Regions from separate parts of the Mus musculus genome. Here region 1 is linked to region 2. The links are chromatin contacts, called in public HiChIP or PLAC-seq maps. All regions are on one chromosome and are shown on one strand. Each heading gives the region's core, a stretch centred on a gene start, on an enhancer-like site or on the middle of the called end of the contact. The rest is flanking DNA. Distances are from core to core; before and after follow the strand shown. Region 1 holds the start of Klhl36 (kelch-like 36). Region 2 overlaps Cotl1 (coactosin-like 1 (Dictyostelium)).

Region 1 (2,700 bases), core at 49-2,548, 49 kb before region 2:
AGCTGTACTGTCTGGTCATAGGAGGGAGGAATCCACAAGGAGAAACCTCCCCTGAGGTCTGTGCTCTCACACAAACACGAGCAATACTGCTGTGCTGACCTTTCTGATCAAATCTATAGACCTGACACACGATGTCCCATAGTCTTTTAACTATGAGGCAGGCTTTGGAGGACTTGGAAGTCTAGGCGGACACTGGCAGGGGACACCCAGTTAGGAATAAACCTGTTGGGCTAAATTCAGAGAAATTCTGCTTATCCCTCTATCTTCTGGGGTGGGAGCTAACACCTGCAAGTCCCCTACTTACAACTCCCAAAGCCTCCCTCCTCCCAAAAGCCCCTCTCTTTCTAGAAGGCTGGAAAGTGCAGCCTCTCGCTTGTTTCATTAACAGCCCGTGGAGAAGAGTCTGTCTTTTCCTGTCTCAATTCTTTACCCCCTTTTCCTTATAAAACCAACATGGGCTGGAGCTACAAGACAAATTCCCCCCCCCTCCCAGTTCTGCTGAACCCACACGAAGAATCATTTTGTTTCCTACTGAACAAAGAGTCTCTGCTAAAGATAAGTCAGCTGGTTCTGAGATAAATGGGGAGAGCGAGGGGGCTCCAGTGTTCCCATGGAGGAAGAAGTCCGGACATTCCATCCTGTTCCGCTCTCTCTGGGAAAGAAGACACAACTGAATCTTTTCCAGAAAACTAGTAACTTTGTGACTAAGCTGTATCCAGGCAGGAACTCTCCCAGCTGCTGGGGGCCCAGAGAGAAAGGTACCAATCAGCATCTAATTACTGCATACCCCTGATTCTCCCGGTTCACCTTGGCGGTGTGAGAATGGGCACCACTGTTCCCACAGGGCTAAAATCGCACCGTGGGTGGGCAGGTGGCCGAGGGGCCCACCCAAGGTCACAGACAGGAAAACATAGATACCCTCTCTGCCCATCTACTTAGGGCGGCCAGCCAGGTCTCTAGTTCCTCACTGTCTGGAAGCTTTCTTTTCTAGGCCAAGGAATCTAGAGAGAGTTCTCCAGTGCCAGGCTCGCCTTAGTCTCCCGGACCATGTCTGTGGCGCCTAGCTGCGTGCAAGCAGGTGTGGTGAAGGTGCAGAGCCAGAGCCCCCCCACCCGGGATCCCCGGGAGCCAGCACGGAGCCCAGGCGGCACTCACCGTCCCGCGTCCCGCCCCGAAGGTGCTGAGGCGCCGAGGGAGGCGTGGGCCGCACCTGTGCACCCGCGAGCCCGGATCGCGCCCGCTTGCGAGCCGCTACCAGAGCAGCGCACACTGCGGGGCTACCGGGCCCGCCCGAAGCGCAGCCATCCCTCTGCAAGGAAGTGCGAGCCTACACTGTCAATGGCGGCTGGGGGGCGGGGCCGGCAGGCGGGCGAAAGGCGGGGTCTGCAGGATAAGGGGCGGAGCCTCGCCTGAGGGGCAGGCCTGTGAAGGCGGAGTGCAGCTTCAGAGGCGGGGCCTGAGGAGGCGGGAGGCAGGAGGTGTAGCCTTAGGGGCGGGGTCTGTGGATGGGAAGGAGCTGAGCTGGTCAAGATCTGTAAGAGACACCCAGGGTCCCTTACTATTGATGGTGCCTGGCTGTCCCCTAAGTAGGTCAGGCATGCGCCGCAGAAGCTTGCTGGCGCCCACGTCCCAGGCTCCAGGATATGAGGTGGCTCCGTGGGACAAACCTCAGGGTGGGTCGGGAACTCCGGGAAGGCTGTATCCTCCTCATCTTCCCTTGGCTTCTGCTCACTGATTCTGTCAAGAGGCCTTTGTTGACTACTCTGCTAACAGCCACACCCCCTACACTCTGGCCCGCTTTCTGCTTTCTCCATACCTTTATCCCAGTCTATTATTATTACTTGCCCCCCCCCCCCCAAGCTCAGGAGATTAAACCCAGAGCCTCAACCACCACTCCCCTCAACTTTGACCAAGTCGATTCAAAATATTTTAAATAATTCTTTCCTTTTTCTTCCCTCCCTCTCCTCTGCCTGTCTGTTTCTCTGTCTCTGTCTCACTCTCTCGTTCTCTCACTCTCTAGAGCTTTTGCGGCTCTCTTTTTCTCTGTCTCTTTCTTCTCCACTCGAAGCTGTCCAACAAACGTTACAATCCTTGCTGGGCTTTTATGGCAGGTACATACCCTCTCAGTAAACATCTGTTGATCTTAGATCATTGTTAATTCATCTAATAGTTATCAAACGTCACTCATAGCCTGGAAGAACCTTGAAGAGGTTCCTCTACGTGAAAGAATCTAGACACGAAGGACACTCCCAGCTGCATTTGGTGGCACACAGCTGTCATCTCAGCTCTTGGGAGGCTGAAGCAGGAAGATAAAGAGTTCAAGGCCAGCCTGGGCTTCACAGAGAGACGTCTCAGAAAAGCAAACCACTTGAAAACGAAATGCATAAGTAAAACGTTCAAACAGGAAAGCGGGAGAGCCAAGAAGCATGGTAGAGGATGCCAGGGGTGAGGGGGTTGGGACCGTTAACAAAGGAAAATTAGGGACTTTTGGGGGAAGATGATAAAAAAGTTTTGAAATGAGAATATTGTTAGTTGTATACCATGAGAGTATACATTTATGCCTATTATCTATTAAATTTACCTAGAATTTTTAAGAATTTTAAGGTAGATTAAACAGTTCTACTGTTGCTTCAGCTTATTGTCATAGACAGCCTAACATAAGCTATTTTAATAACGTGTACCTTCATATTAGTACCTGAG
Region 2 (2,700 bases), core at 186-2,685:
GCTAAAGACTGGGAGTGACTGCCATTGGTCCAACCACATGAAGTCCTCACCGTGGTCCAAGGGGTAGGAATGATTTCCTAGGCTTTACCATATTCCTGCTGGGGGGGATGTGAGTCTGCACACACCCCTGACTTCAGCTGGGCAGTGTGGTCTCTTGTGGGGTGAGGAGAACAGAGCCAGGTTCATCAGCCCCGAGCCAGGCTCGTGGCGAGCAAGGCCGCAGTCTGACTGATTGTTGATGAGAGACATCAGCCCGTAGCGAAGACCCAGGCTCTGTCTCGGAACCACAGTATGGCTTGGGCTCCAGTGGCCTCAGAAATGCTAGCTGCCTGCCTTGGTCACTTGGAGGGAAAACCATTCAACCCAAGATGAGGGACTCTTGATTCTGCCTTCTAACTTTGAGGTTCCCCAGAACAGCAGGAGTGGAAGGTCGTGACCTGGGGGGTGGGGATGGGGAGGCTGGAACGTGTGATCGGCACCCCCACACTGCTCTCCCACAGTAATAGTCCCAGAGGATCCGTCTCTGGCCTCTGCAGGCAGCAACTATAAAAAACGAATCTGCAGACAAAGTTGTCTTCTGTGGCAGCAGAGAGGAGAGAATGTCCCGTGTGGCTGACCCCACGTGGCTGTTCTGTCAACTTTGGAGACTTGGAAGCATTCGCTTCATGGCGATTTGGTTTTAAATGTGCCTCAAGGTTCGAGGTGTTTTTTTTTTTTTTTTAAGTTTGGGACAGTGAATATGTGTGCACGTACGTGGTGTATCTCTGGTAGAGTATAGACGATTTTGCCTATTTACATTTCTTGCTCTGTACCATTCACTAGTCTGATCTCCTTTTTGAGACGGAGTCACATGTACTAACTTTGTGTGGGGATTTGTGCACACCACAGCAGCATGTGGAGTCTGGACAGCGTGCAGGGGCTGGCCTCTCCTTTCATGGGGGGGGGGGGGGGGCGGGGCAGGGCGGGGATCTGAGATCATCAGGCTTCGAGACGAGTGCCTTTACCTTCTGAGCCATCTCCCCACCCAGTCTCGAATTTCTGATCCTCTTCTCTCTGGGATTACAGGCCTGCGCCAACACGCCAGGTTTATGAAGTGCTGGGGCTTGAACCCAGGGCTCTGTGCACGCTAGGCATGCCCTCCGCCAGCTGAGCCACGTGCACAGCCCCTGTTTGTTTGTTGAGACAGAGTTTTGCTATGTAACACAAACTGGCTTCAGACTGGTGGGCAGTCAGTCTCCTGCTCTCTGGGCTTGCATCCCACACTGCCTGGTTGTAGTGTGACCACGGGACAGCTCTTGTGGTTTTAGCCATAGCTGCACCCAGCCCTTAGAACTTCCCTTTAGATTTCTTAGTCCTTATCTTGTCTTCCTAAACTCTTGTTCCTGACCCAGACTTCAGGTTCTTCTTTACATTGCCATATAAGGCTGTCAAACAAGCAGAGGACTTTGAACTTCCTCTTAGGCTTCTTGCCCCATTGACTTCCTTGCTGGGGCACCCGCGCCCCTCCCCCGTGCCGCTGGCCTGGGAGTTGAGACACAACTCTCTATTCTCTTTCCAGACCTGGGGTCCACTGCCTTCCATGGTCTGGGTCACATGCATAAGCTTAGCAGTGCTGGCCCTGGGGCTGCTGGGAAGGGTCTTTGAATTTGGGGCTGCATAAGGCTGTCTCAGCTCTGCCCCCAGGGCCTTATCGTAACCTGGTAAAAGGCTAATGTATTGAGGGTGGATTCAGTCAGATTGTGTGAGGCTTGCCTCTCTTGGCAAATATTAACCCCTCCTCCATATCCTGCCATGTCTTGGTGGCCTTGCTCATGGTATCTAGGAAGCCGAGAACGTGATCTTTCTGGTGCTATGGCGACTTTGCTGATTTTGGTTTTTATTGATGTAAAATCCATTTAATGTAAAAGTAAGCTCTTTAACCACCCCTCCCTAGTTCCAAAGCATTTTGCTCCCTTTCTTGATATCTACATATAGTAGTTGGGGGTGAGGACAGTGCTGGGGCTTGAACCCGCGCCCTCCTGCCTGCTAAGGTAAGCACTGAACTGAGCCACACTCCTGCTCTGAGGCTGTAGTCCCAGGTCTGTGACCTTGGGCAGGCATTGTGGTCTTCAGACTCTGTCTTGTTTGTAAAAGAAAAATAATCTTGATTGTCTTTGAGAATTTTTATCTTTTGGTTTTTCGAGACAGGGTTTCTTGTGTAGCCCTGGCTGTCCTGGAACTCGCTCTGTAGACCAGGCTGGCCTCGAATCCCAGAGAGCCACCTGTCTTTGCCTCCTGAGTGCTGGGACTAAAGGCATATGCCACCAGTTCCTGGTGTCTTTTGGAATCTGAAAAGCTGCCATTGGGCTGGTGTGGGGCAGAGTGAGCTGCTCTTCTGACCCCTGCTGGCTTGCAGTCACCTCCACGAACTGTGCAGTTTTACCACAATGCGTCTTAGATGACATCTGCCGTTTCCTGTTTTGTCTCCCACCCCTGGTCACCTCTGGTCTGCTTTCTCTGTGGATTTGCCTTTTTTGGACATTTCCTGTCAGAGGAACCAGACAGTGGGTGGCTCTTCATGTCTGTCTGTTTTTGCCCATGTTCAGGGATTTGTTCGCCCATGTTGCACCGGGCATTAGAATTTCATCGATGACTAATTAATGCGTCACCATTTGGAACGTCCATGCATTGAGGGTCTGCCTTACCCTCTCTTCTCATCTG

What was found. HiChIP or PLAC-seq counts read pairs in DNA pulled down with a chosen protein or histone mark.
Region 1: an H3K27ac HiChIP or PLAC-seq map of double positive thymocytes shows a contact between it and region 2, with 7 read pairs. The contact joins the promoter of Klhl36 here to the enhancer-like site in region 2. A contact is called at or near these places in 2 of 39 promoter capture datasets (epiblast stem cells and liver), 1 of 484 Hi-C or Micro-C datasets (bone marrow-derived macrophages), 9 of 115 datasets of contacts at active chromatin or transcription factors (the HPC-7 cell line, double positive thymocytes, embryonic stem cells and 3 more) and 3 of 9 other capture datasets (adipose tissue, liver and pancreatic islet).

The regions. Positions count from the first base shown.
Region 1 is chr8:119,860,903-119,863,602 of GRCm38.p6, reverse strand. Klhl36 (kelch-like 36) reads right to left here and starts at 1,298. Exons shown (of 5, transcript NM_146219.1): 1 at 1,156-1,298.
Region 2 is chr8:119,811,851-119,814,550 of GRCm38.p6, reverse strand. All of the region lies in intron 3 of Cotl1 (coactosin-like 1 (Dictyostelium)), which reads left to right. Among named protein-coding and RNA genes, the nearest start is that of Cotl1, 27 kb to the left of the region's middle. Within about 2 kb of position 1,435, at least 163 of the 459 cell types and tissues checked have an H3K27ac peak or open chromatin away from gene starts, as enhancers often do. A contact at or near this core is called in the HPC-7 cell line, adipose tissue, bone marrow-derived macrophages and 5 more, where this site is marked.